2 separate regions of the Zea mays genome follow, and region 2 is linked to region 1. Evidence: chromatin contacts called from public Hi-C data. All regions are on one chromosome and are shown on one strand. The core of a region is the stretch at or near the end of the contact, and the rest is flanking DNA. Distances in the headings are between cores, read along the strand shown.

Region 1 (6,332 bases), core at 3,607-6,106:
ACCGTCTGCGCGGAGCGCCGGACAGTCCAGTGTGCCATCCGCCAATGGCTAGCTACCATGTCGGCCGAGAGCCAACGGTCAACAGGAGCACCGGACAGTCTGGTGCCCCCCCCGAGCAGTCTGGTGCCCCCGAGAAAAGGAAATCAGCCAATTAGGGATTTCGTAGTCGTTGCATTGTTGACTGTCCCGATATGCACTGGACAGTCCGATGCACCCACGGATAGAAGGCAACCAGGGCCTTCCAAATGGAGCTCCAACGACTCCTAGGTCCCTTGGGCTATAAAAGGAACCCCTAGGCGCATGGAGCTCCAGAACCAAGCATCCCTTAACATTCTACAACACCAAGACGCTGCGATCACGCCATTGCTTCGCTAGTTAAAGATTCGAGCACGTGTTTTGAATTGTAACTCTGTTGCGCCGTCTTTTGTGCTCTTCTCTTGGATTGTGTGCGTGTGTTGCTGTGACTTTATCTCGTGTGTGTGTTTCTATTCTCCCTTACTATTGTGTTCATTTGAGATTAATTGTGTAAGGCGTGAGAGACTCCAAATTATGGAGATTTCTCACAACGATATATTCTTGAGATAAAGAGAGAACCGTGGTATTCAAGTTGATCTTTAGATCACTTGAAAGTGGTTGAGTGCAACCCTCGTCCATTGGGACGCCACAACGTAAGTAGGCAAGTATTCTATTTGACCAAACCACGGGATAAAAAATTATCGTGTCACTTGTCTTTATCTTATTGCGATTTTCTCTCTATTCACTTCACTTACATAATTGCTCTAAGTTTAATACTTACTTAGTGAAGAGCAATTAAGTGAAGAAGTTCAGTCTTCTCATCCTCCTCATTCGAACTTGGCTCTTGCTTTTACTAATCCAATATTAGTCCAAGTTTGTTTTGTTGAGCTGTTTTTACAGGATCACCTATTCAGCCCATCTAGGTGCTCTCACGCGTCACTCGACGCGGAGTTCATGGGCCTATCCTCGCATCGCTTGGCACGGAGTTTGTGGGGACTTATCCTCACGACACGCTCCGAGGTTGTGATAGCGGACGGAGGAAGGCGTGTGGAGACGGTTTTTGTGTGTGTCGTACGGGAGTTTCGTTTTAGAGATGTAGGAAAGCACGACGACGCACGACGGTCACTAGAGGATGACAACGCACGAAAACCAAGACACACGAAACTCTCCTATTATAGTAGTAGAGAAGAGATTATAGGAGTGCGGGTTGATTCTAAATAGATGTAGGTTTTTTTAAAAAAAATATTGACGCATGATGATCGATTGGAACTTAATATAGTAGAGATAAAGAATAGTTAGGTACATACATTGTTACGGTTATTTACATTATCTCTTTTATATAACACAATCATTTATATAACACAAGCAGATGTAAGTTGTGGTGGTAAGCTGCTTGGAGTGAAGAACTTGGGTTCGAATCTTGGCGCACAGCGGAGGAGGACGGCGTACGAAGAAGCTCACGTTGTAAACACGCTTTAAAGGAGTAGTGACTATTGAGCAAATATTCCAAATTATTTATTTTAAATATCTGAAACTTAACTTTTGGGAACAAAAGTAGTCTAATATGACTGCACGCGATAGGTTGAAGCAGAGCATGCAAGTTTCTGTTGTTTGATTCTCAGATAGTTTCATATTATGCAGATATCAGAACTAGCTAATATTTCGTTCTAAAAAAGATTTGGTTATGCCATATCACCTACAAAGTTGCTCAGCGGAAAGAGTATGTACCATCCCTTTTTAGTAAAGTGGAGCAAAAAGCAAGAATCAACAACAGATTTAAAGATGCAGACTTGCTGAGTAAATTGTAAGCCACAAAATATGTTCACCAAACAACTTATAAAAAAGAGAGTCTAGGCTCCTCCCGGATTGGCGTTTTCTTCTACATCAAGCACGACAACAGCTTTCTTCAGAAGAGCCTCAACAGGCAGGTGTGAGTTTTCAACAGCCTTGGTTATTGCTTGCCATTTTTCGCCATGCTTTGGTTCTGCTGCAACACATCTTTTCAGAACATCCTTTTGTGTGTCCACATTTCCATGCTGAAGTTCAAATTTGTAGTACAATGCCCAAAAATCACCAATATCAGGAGCAAGAGTAACAGCCCTGTTTAACCAACTCCTAGCCTTATCAACCTTCCTGTCAAGCCAGAAAAGTTTGGCCACAGTTGCAATGACATGTGGATCATGATCACTTCGCTTAATAGCATCTGTGCTCTTTCCTTTACGCTGTGGGCGTGGTGCCATCTCAATAGCTGCAGCCCACAAAATACCACTTGTTGGACACTCTTGCAATGCCTTGGCCAGTAGAGCATCGGCTTCCTTTTTGTTCCCATTCCTCAATTCAGCTCGAATTGCCGCTAGCCAGAGTTCAGGTGTAGCAGGGTTCTTCTTTCTAGCCATTGTGAGAACAGCACGTGATTTACTCAAGCCACTAATCTTCTCCTCTAGGGTAGCTAGAGAGAGCCAAAGAGGGATGCAACTAGGGCACTGCTTCAGGCCATTCTCAAAAACCTCCTTGGCCTTCGCTCCATTACCAAGCCGGTCTTCCATCTGTCCATGCATTAACCACAATTTGAAGAATGCAGGGAATAGCTTCAAACCTTCCTCCAACAATCTCCTTTCCTCACCAACATTCCCCAATTCCCTCTCAACAATGGCAGATTTCATCCAAACCCTCTCTGTCCCTCCTCTTTCCCTGGCCTTGGCCAAGAGCATTCTTGCTCTCTCCGGCTCATTGTTCTCAAACTCGAGCTTGAATGCAGCCAGCCAGATCTCTTCTGAATTGGGGATAGCAGCATAAGCTTCCTGAAGAATTGCACGAGCAGCAGGCACATCTCCAGCCAACCATTTCTCCTTTGCAGCCATAAGCCACAATACTTCAGCTCGTGGATTGTAGTTAACAGCCTTCTTGAGGAGCGCATCAAGTGACTCCCTAGTCCCATGGCTCTTCTCAAGTTGTGCTGCTTTCAGCCAAATACTCTTCTTAGTAAGGAACACAGTAAGCGCATGTGCATAGATGGCGCGTGCTGTTTCAATTGAACCACGCTTCTTGCATTCCTCAGCATCAGCAACCCACGTGCGCTTCCGATCCTCATCATCAACACCAATGCCTATAGTGTTCTTCACAATAGCCTGGCAAGTCAAAACAGATCCAGCACGCTCCGCGGCTTCTGCTTCCTTCAACCATGCTTCCCTATCAATATCCATTCCTTCTCTCTGTAGAGATCTGATACCTCTCTCAATCACCTTGTTAACTGATTGTGTGTTCCCATTAGCCTCCTCTAGCTTTGCAGCTGTAATCCAAATGGCAGGCTCCTTGGGGAGCTTCTCCCTGGCCTTGTTAAGTACTTTCCTTGCTTGGTCATAGGTCTCCAGCCTTGCAAGGGCAAGCCAAAGTTCCACATGCAACGGGCAACACTCCACAGCCCTGTGAAGCAACAACCTTGCATCCTCTTCATTTGCAAGCTCAACTACAGCCTTCCATAGCCGGACTGAATCAGGAATGTGCTCCAGCCCTTTCCTCAAAACCCTGCTCTTATTCAGATCACTGCTCTCCAATTTTGCTGCCTGCAACCATAGCTTCACAGAATTTGGAATTGACATCACACCACGGGCAATTACAGCCTTTGCCTCATCTGGACTGGCCAAACGGCATGCTTCAAGCCACACATCTTCGTTCTTGGGGCACTCTTCACAGCCACGCTGGATAAGCTGTCGAGCAATCTGAAGCTTGCCAGCAATCTCTTCGAGCCTAGAAGCGGCAATCCAACCGGGGGGATGCTTAGGATTTGTCTGCGTCACTGACTTGAGCAATAGACGCGCCTTCTTGATGTCAGAAATCTCAGCATCACTAGTAATCTTCATGCTTTTCAGGTCTGTCAAATACCCTTTCGGATCAACTACAGTGAGCCCAGAAACTGAATCTGACAGCCTATCTAACTTGAGCGAGAGCACAGTGCCACGACCCTCGCCAACAGCCGTCAGATCAGTAACAGGAGTCTGTGCCCATGGCGTCTCTGTGCCACCAGCCGCACGGCTCTTAGGGTCAAGAGCTGTGACATGCTCCTGCTCCTGCCGAGCCTTCTCAAGCAGGGTGTCCGGCACGGGCACGAAGCTCTCAAACCGCTTCTTCTTGTTGCGCAGCGAGTAGTCCCCAATTTCCGGTATGCTCTCCCATTCCTGCGCGGACAGATCAGCCAGCTTCCTCTTGAGATCAGCAAACTGCTCGGTGATTTTAGGGTTTGACGCGCGGTACTTCTCAATCTCCTGCTTGAGGCGCGCCTCGCGGCGATCCTTGCGGCGCGAGTCCATCCTCTGGTCGATGCTCTCCCACACAGCATCCGCCTCGCGGTCGTCGTCGTCGTAATCGGCGTTGGAGAAGAGACCGGCGTCGTTGCCCTCGAACTCGTCGAACTTCTGGTTCTCGTCGTATCCCTTCTCCTCGTCGCCGCCGTCGTCGTCGCCGTCATCCTCGCCGGGAGGCTTCCCGCGGCCGCGGCCGACGGCAGGGCCGGCGGCGGCGGCCGAGCGGTCGGGTAGGTCGGGCGCGGCCCGGGCCGGCCCGATATCCGAGCGGGTGGTGAAGCCGGTTGCGCCACGGCCGAGCCCCGCGACGTAGTTGGCCGGCGGCTTCGAGTTGAGGAAGTCGTACCGCACGGGGCGAGCGGCCGGCGGCGGCGGGAGAGGCGGCGGTGTAGGTGTAGGGGTCGGAGTGGTGCCGGACATGACGCTAATCGGGTAGGATTGAGAGACGAGGAGCGTGGGGCGTCTCCGTCGGCTGCGAGTTTGGGACGAATTGGTGGAAGAATTTAGTGATGAGTTTGGTTGCCTGGCTCAACTCAGGACCAGACCTATTTGAAACAGACACATCATGTTTAGTTGCATGGCTCAACTCGGGAGCCTAGCTTGAGACGGGTCAGCTGACTCCGTGATCTGGCCTGATCAAAATGAAGATAACTCGTTTCGCTGGCCGGTCAGATCTGTGCTGGCCCGGTAAAAATATGCTAGCCATGTGTAATGTCTTTGTGGTTTTATTCTAAGAAAAATTGTAATCTACAGTGATGTTTTTTTTGTTATCAGCCTTATAATCTGAGAAAAATTGTACTCTGCAGTGATGTCTTGAAACTGTATAATTTTTTTCATGCTGAGAGAAATTGTGATATGCAGTGATATTGTTTTACTTTCTGCTTTGAAACTTAATTATTTTTTATATGCTGAGAAAACTGGTCCTATGCTATGATGCCATTTCATTATCTCTTCTTATGACTTCAATTTTATAAATGTCTTATCAATTGTATATAGACTATGGAAGTTGAGCTAGTTGTTGCTGGTAGTACCTCAAGGACTGCCGTGCGCTGGACCCCTATGATATCAGCTTTTATCCTTAGGAAGTTTGCGGACTTGGTTGGGCAAGGAGTAAAAACGGATAAAGGGTTCAAAGAGGTCCATGTCAACTCTGTTGCTAAAGCACTGACTGAATTCAGTGGCCAAGAAGTCACAGAAACCCAGGTCTACAATCATTTGAGGAAGTGGCGTCAAAAATGGATCAGGGTTTATAGGCTCAAGGACCTAAGCGGTGCTGATTGGGATGAGAATACAATCACAATCATCCTTGATGATGAGCACTTGCTGGGCCATACAAAAGAAAACCCAAAGGATGTTGAATTCCTCAATGTGCCAATTGAAAACTATGTGCAAATGAAAATTATATTTGGAGCTGGGCAGGCTACTGGCAGGTATGCCATGGCCTCAAATGAGCCCATTTGCACCATCTCGAACATCACTGAAGGTGCTGGTGCATCTGAAGAACCATGTCTTGTTGGTACTACTGCTTCTGGTTTTGCTGGTGCCAGCCCTTCTCATAGTGGCTATGGTGCTGCTAGTTTCTCTGGATCCTCTGGAAAGAAAAGGAGACTTAGTGATGAAGAGATGGGGATTATGACATGACTTATTGGAGTTGTGAACAAATTGGTTGAAGTTGTCCAAGCACCTATTGTGGTCCAGACCACCGATGTCCACCCTGATTTATATCAAATTTGCATGAGTATTCGAGGTTTCACTGTTGCCTTGCCTACCTATTAGTCAACAAAAGGCAAGGTGATGGCTTTGTGAAGATGGAACCTAAACACTGTGTGCTTTGCATAAGGCAGCACCTTGCAAGGATTTGAGCAGACCAGTCTTATGCCTATGATGCCTAGTACCTTGCTCTATGCGTAATACTTTGATCTATGCCTAATACTTTGCTCTACGCCTATGATACTAGTCTGTGGATAATAACAACTTGTCTTATGCCTAAATCTAGAACTGTGGATGATAATTCAA
Region 2 (6,632 bases), core at 3,277-5,776, 140 kb after region 1:
TGTGAGGAGCGAGGGAGAACTTGGGGGAGGAGGCTCGGCTGGGGAGGGAGAGCTCCATGGCGTGACCGGGCTTTTATAGAGAGCGGGAGGGAGAGAGAGAGACGCCGAGGGGAGAGGGATAAATGGCGGGCATGAATTCCATTGATGGCCATCAACAGAGGGAGGTAACGGCGGCATTGAAGCTCCAATAATGCGAAGACGAACGGACACGGGCTTCGGGGTACGACGCGTGGTCGGTTCCTGGCTTGGGCGCGCGTCTTGGCTGTCGCGGCACGGTAGGGCAGTCGGGTCGCAAGGGCGGGTACTGGGCACTTGGGTGCGGCACTTCGGCACTTTGACGCAGTCTTCCTGGGCTGCTCGGGCGTCGGGGCAGGAGCGAGTCCCGGCGGGTCGCGCGGGCGGTTGCAGGCGCGGCGCTGTGGCCTAGCGGCTGGCGCGGATGGCGGGGTCGGGCTCCGGGTCGCGGGCGGCCTCTGGTCCGGTTGGGCGCAGGGCGGCCGGTTCGGCGAGCGGGTGCTCGGGATGGCCGGGGTCGCCTAGCGGCTGTGTGCGCGCGAAGTCAGGGGGAGGGGAGAGAGCAAGGGAGAAGAGAAGGAGAGAGAACGGGAGGAGAGCAGTCGGGTGGGAGCACCAGGGAGCGGCGACTGTGCAGGGAAGGGCAGGGCACGCTACTGGCTAGGGTTAGGGAAAGTGGCGGCCGACCTACATGGGCCTAATGGGCCGATTCGACCAGGGTAGATTAGGGTTAGGTTTTGTTTTTTTTCTTTTTTTCTATTTCCTTTTCTAATTTCGAAATACATATTTAAATAACCCTAAAATTTATAATAATTAAACCAAAACTATTTATAAATAAAATATTTATTTATGACTAATATTATTATATATTATTTGGTTTTTCATTTAAAAAGAAATGATATTCAATATCCAAAATCACTTATGAGCAATCAAAAATCATTCCAAATGCAAATAAATAATAAACACTTAACAGAAAATTTATTACCATAAATACCATTAATAACTAAATGTATTATTTTTATTTAATGATTTTTATTGTGTTACACTTCGTCAATGTGGTCCGGGCACAGTACTTGCTCTGCCGAGGCTGGTTGCAGAGGTTCTTTGATTTGGTTTTGTTAGTCACTCTTCCTTTGGGGAGATGTACTGTGTTTATTAAACTGGAGAAACCTAACGGGCGGCTATGTCCTCTGGGAAATCTTTGTAAAGGCTACGCAGTGAGACCCTGCTAGGTCACCTTGGTAGTGATCAATGGGGAGGCTAGAACCCCAGGCAGAATGGGAATCAAGGCTTATGGGTAAAGTGTGCAAGCTCTGCAGAGTGTTAGAAACTGGTATATCAGCCGTGCTCACGGTTATGAGCAGCCTTGGGATCCTCTTCGATTAGAAGAACATTGGTTACTTTTATGATGATGATTAGCAATGATGGTTATAATTTTGATCTCTGGTATTTCCTCTTGGAGGGAGTACCTCTGGGTAATAACTGGGTTATTACTAAAACTTGGCACTACTTATAGTAATAAAACTTGACCAACTAAAAGCAACTGCTTAACCTTAAACTCCACATACATCTAGTCCACTTTAGTCAAACGGGACATTTGCTGAGTACGTTGAAGTGTACTCACCCTTGCTTTACAAACCACCCCACCCTAGGTTGTCCCCACTGTTCTCAGTGCTCAGGAGGTGAAGCTAGCAACATGGATGACTTTGAGGAGTTCCAGGACTACGATGAGTTCTAGTTTATTTTAGTGGCAAACCCTCAGTTAGCTGCCTATGTAGGCTTACATTCTACGTTTCGTTACTTCGCACTTTGATTTAATGATTAACACTATGTTTATGTAATAGACTCTGTGGATGTCTCAGACATCTTGATGTAACTAAGTACCTTTTCGCTATTTAATTCAAGCATTGTGTGATGATGTCCCATTATGTAATCGCTGTGTACGTGAGTCCTGATCCTGGCACGTACATGGTTCGCATTCGGTTTACCTTCCAAAACCGGGTGTGACAGTATCACTAGACTAGAATCCATCGAACAACATCATAGTCTTCATCTGCAAACTTCTAATCAAAATTAAGCAAGGGGTGAGCACACTTACGGTGGGAGCTCAACAAGTGGGGTGAAAATGTAAGGTTAACAAGGTAAGGCTAAGGTTCAATGTGGTTAACATTTTAGTTGGTCAGTATTTTATTACCAACATCTGATTACTAAGTGTTAGTATATACCAAACCTAATTAAGCATAATTAATAATCAACATAAGCTCAAACCACTTGAACAAAATAACATCAACATGAGGCTCAACCACTTGAGCTAACCACTTAAGCATACCGCTTAAACAAAACCGATCATGATTTATCTCCATCTTCAAGTTCAGTTATCATGTGAGGGTCCAGACCTCTTAACCGTGAGCACGGCTGATATATCAATTTTACACTCTGCAGAGGTTGTACAACTTTACCCACAAGCCGTGTATCCCCTCTAGCTTGGTCGACCAACCTCGTATTCACTTCCAAGGTGAATGGCTAGGGATCCACTGTGAGATTTTCACAAAATATACTTAGTACAAAGCTACCCTCTAAGGTTTCCACGTCAGTATTGGTGACCCTCTTAGTGAGGTACCTTAGCCAAGAATACCACCCCATGTTAATGTGATCTGCCACCAAACCACTGTCGTCCCCTCTTGCCCATATTTCAGGTAGGGTTGCTAAGCATAAAACACAATAAGTTAATTACCAAAGCTAGAGCCATGATAGCACTCGTGGTTGCACTGTTTTCTTATATGTCACTCCATGTTCCAATTAATACATATGATCTTGTTATCTCATGATCGCAACAATAACATAAACTTGGAACATTAATATCATTAAAGAGTGACATCATAGGGTTGAAGTTGTAGCAATAGTATAGCTACTTGATTAAATCATAACCCAGGGTAAACAAGGAAAAGTTTTGAAAAGGTTGGATACATCTAATTAGGTAACCCATCAAATTATGCATGAAATAAATGTAAACCTAGTAATCATGTGTTATTTGGGATCAAACAGAGTATGTGGGGGGGGATAGGTCCACTTGCCTTACTGATAGAAAACATGTGTTATTTGGGATCAAACAGAGTATGACAGAAACCTATAAGGTTTAGGTGTTACTGGCAAAATATCCCCATTGCGCTAGAATGTCAGACTATAATGATGTATCTGATCGATGAAGAATCTCTGATGGATTACGATCTTTGATGCACTTATGTTACACCATCATTTAAGTTGTAATGAATAAACGGTTGGAGCTAGAATATGTACTATTACAACTATAGTATCCCCTAAGTCCTGTGAAAGGACAAGTTATTTGCTTTGCAGAACTATGTATACATTGTGGTGTATGATAGAATGAAAGGTGTAGTTCCCTAGCCCCATCCATCCTCATTATTCCAGATAAATAATGAGACACATATTTTGAAGAAATATGTTTTAGTTATGAGTGATAACGACTTTGACGTGTCATCGTCAGGGGGAGTGAATGCTTAATATTGATAATAATTATGGGACATTGCATGTTATATTGTATGCCCCGAAGACGTCAGCTTGATGACCAATATGTAAACCTTTATGAAAGTTTCTATCAAATATGTAGATCCAGTCGATCGAACACCACCAATCAAAGTGGCTTGTTTGTGTTGATACGTGCACTTACCTCGTGTATCATAGAAGTGAGTTGATGTGAAGTTCCTAAAATAATCCTTGCAATGATATGAAATCCGTTTTCTAAATCTCTATGTGCATAAACTTCCAAAAGAAGATGTTTTGACATATTGATACATTTTTGCAAGGATCAGGGGGAGCTTGTTTCTAAATTTAGTCATTGTAGAAGATTCGATGGAATCTAGATCCTGAAGATCGAAATATGTCCTAATGACAACTGTTATACTCTTTTTCCCTCGATGAGTTTTCCTGAAGTTTCTCACATAAGGTTTTTAACGAGGCATGTGTTGGTCGCAGTATTTGCCCAAAGGAGAGTGTTAAGTAACCCTAGTTAAGATTATGTGGGCAAATACCGACTTTGCCCCTGATATGTCTCACGTCTCTATATAAAGAAACTCGTACACTCTCATAACAGAAGAGAAAGAGGGCTAAAGGTCCAACCTCACATTCTGTGTCTCATGTGTTCTCTGTTGTGCTTCTGCGAAAGGAGAAATGCCTTTCAAATCTTCTCACGACTAATCTAACGTATCACGTAGTTATTCAATACAAACAAGTCAACTTGAGAAAATGCAAGGAGACGCAAAGCGAGAGCCCGAATTGGTGACCAGGTGAGGTGCAAAGCGGGGAAAGCGAAAAGGACCCTCGCTTTGGAGTTTGGGCTTGGCAGCTTTGCCGGGCCACGACCAGATCCGCCGAATCCCAACCAGCTCCGCTTCCGCGTCGTCCAAACAAACACAATAAATAGTACTAAAATAAAAGGGAGCAAAAGTCGTATAAAGACACCGGGACCTCGTCGTCGCTTCCCCCCACTGATTCCGAGTCCATCTTTCCCCGCCGCCGGCCGTGATCCCTCCTCGCCGCTGACCGCCCCGCCTGCCCCGGCATTCTCCCGCTCCAGATCCAGGTACCCTCCTCTCATTCGGCTGCGCCCGCGCGTCGCGTCCTACTGTAATATAATAATCTCTCCGCTTTGTTAGCCCGCGCCGCCGGCGCCACCTGGGCTCGCGCCGAGCCGGAATCCGCCCGGTTGCCGGGTGCGTCTCGATGATCCCTGCGCTTGATATTTCCTTGCTTGCGCGGGGTGCTCGTTTTGGTTGTTTCATTCATTTTTGTTCGTTGCTGTGCCTGTGAGCCGTGGAACCCCAGGGTTCCTCCCTCTCCCGGATCCGGCTGGTTCGCGTGTGGCTCTGTTGTTAAATGCACTCGTTCGTTCGCTGTGATGTGGTCCTAAGCAACTTCTTTTACCGTGCTCAACAGGGCCCTCATAGAGCCTCCGCTCGATCTGCCCCCGGATCGGATTGGCCGCCGCGCATCTCATGGTGAGTTTGATTAGCTGCTGGTGCTACATCTATGAGCTTGCAAGTGCGTTTGGCACCTTGCTCGTTTGTTATGTGCACGTCAAGTAGTGTTGGAATAGTGCCTCCTGATTTTGATCTGTTTGATTGATCGGGCCAACAGGGTGAGGAAGCTGTCCACTTCAGCGTCGTCGACGCCAAGGACTGCAAACAGAGTGCCTTTGAAGTCGGCGATAAGACGGTGAGTGCGATGGAATGGATTAGCCTGTTCAGATTAGCTGCCTGGTGTTCCATGGTTCTTTAGACGTTTGCTCGGGGGTTGTTTCTTGTTTTATGCTTATGACTTTAAGGCTTGGAGCAAATGCTCGTGCTTTGTCCTGCCTATATGAAATAGCTGCTGCTCTTTTTATGAATGTGAACCTTTGTAAGAAGGATAGCCCGTTGAGTACCTTGTCACTTTCAAAAAGCACACATCATCTCAGCTAGACCTTTCTCTTTCTAGCAGAAAGGCAGGATATGCACAGTACATGATACTGTATGAGCTTCTTGTATCAGCTTGGAATTAACTAAGATGACAGGCTGCATAACCTAATTCCTTTGCTAATATGTAGTGACTTTAACCTTGCACTTTCAGTTATCAGCTGCTGCTTATTTTTCTGCGAAATATTCTGGATCTAAATTGTCCCAACATTCTCTTGCTTTTGCAGTATGTTATTTGTAGATCAGATGATGATTTGAAAACATCTGCTGTTAAAATTCACGACAAGCTCACTCAGACTTGGTATTGCATTTCATCGTTTCATTGGTCTGCTCTGCTTCCTTTGCACTCAACTTATTTGTACCTATTCATTCATATTTTTTTGTCTTGTTGCATTGCAGGCTCTCACCCACAATACTTGGGGAACAGCCACTTCTAACCAAGTCACAGTCTGTGATTCCTGTCAGTGATGAGAAGATATTAGTTATCGAGAAGGGTGTTCCCTTGAATGAGTCCATCTGGTTCCTTGAGGTATACACTAGCAAATTGATACAATGCTCTGTTTTGGATTTGAAATACTGTTCCTCTTTAGATATTTTGAATGCACCGGCAGCTTGCACAGGGTGCTTCCTAATTTGTTTCTGTTCCTACATATGTTAACAAATTTCTAGTCTCTTGTGTCAGACTTTTTCTTCTACACACCCATAACCTAACTAAGTGGACACACTACTGTTTTTTTTTCATTTATTCAGATAGACACCCCCTTTGTTAAGCAACAACGGAAAATCAAGGAAACAGAAGTTGTTTCTTGGAGCAAGGGAGTAATCGGCGTTGGCCAAAAACCAGTTGTGATTAGTGGTCCTTCTGGTGTTGGTAAAGGGACATTGATTGCAAAGTTGATGAAAGACTATCCATCGAAGTTTGGTTTTTCTGTTAGCCACACTACAAGATCTCCAAGGGAAAAGGAAATAGATGGTGTTCACTACCACTTCACAGAACGAATCAAGATAGAGAAAGATATAAGCGAGGGCAAATTTCTTGAATTCGCTCATGTTCATGGAAATGTGTATGGCACAAGTATCGAAGCAGTCGAATCTGTAACTGATGAGGGAAAGGTAAGATTAATACAATCTTTAATAAAACTTTCT

Evidence for each region. Hi-C and Micro-C count contacts between places; a contact is called where the count stands out from the background.
Region 2: a contact with region 1 is called in a Hi-C map of tassel, with 4 times the contacts expected there. The contact joins the promoter of LOC100284281 here to the promoter of LOC103640981 in region 1. A contact is called at or near these places in 3 of 25 Hi-C or Micro-C datasets (ear, endosperm and tassel).

The regions. Positions count from the first base shown.
Region 1 is chr10:27,953,075-27,959,406 of Zm-B73-REFERENCE-NAM-5.0, forward strand. It overlaps LOC103640981 (protein STABILIZED1), which reads right to left and starts at 4,857. Exons shown (of 1, transcript XM_008664411.4): 1 at 1,724-4,857. The coding sequence starts at 4,736. The coding sequence ends at 1,866.
Region 2 is chr10:28,094,852-28,101,483 of Zm-B73-REFERENCE-NAM-5.0, forward strand. It overlaps LOC100284281, which reads left to right and starts at 4,527. Exons shown (of 11, transcript NM_001157176.2): 1 at 4,527-4,615; 2 at 4,969-5,030; 3 at 5,170-5,247; 4 at 5,714-5,787; 5 at 5,886-6,015; 6 at 6,237-6,599. The coding sequence starts at 5,028.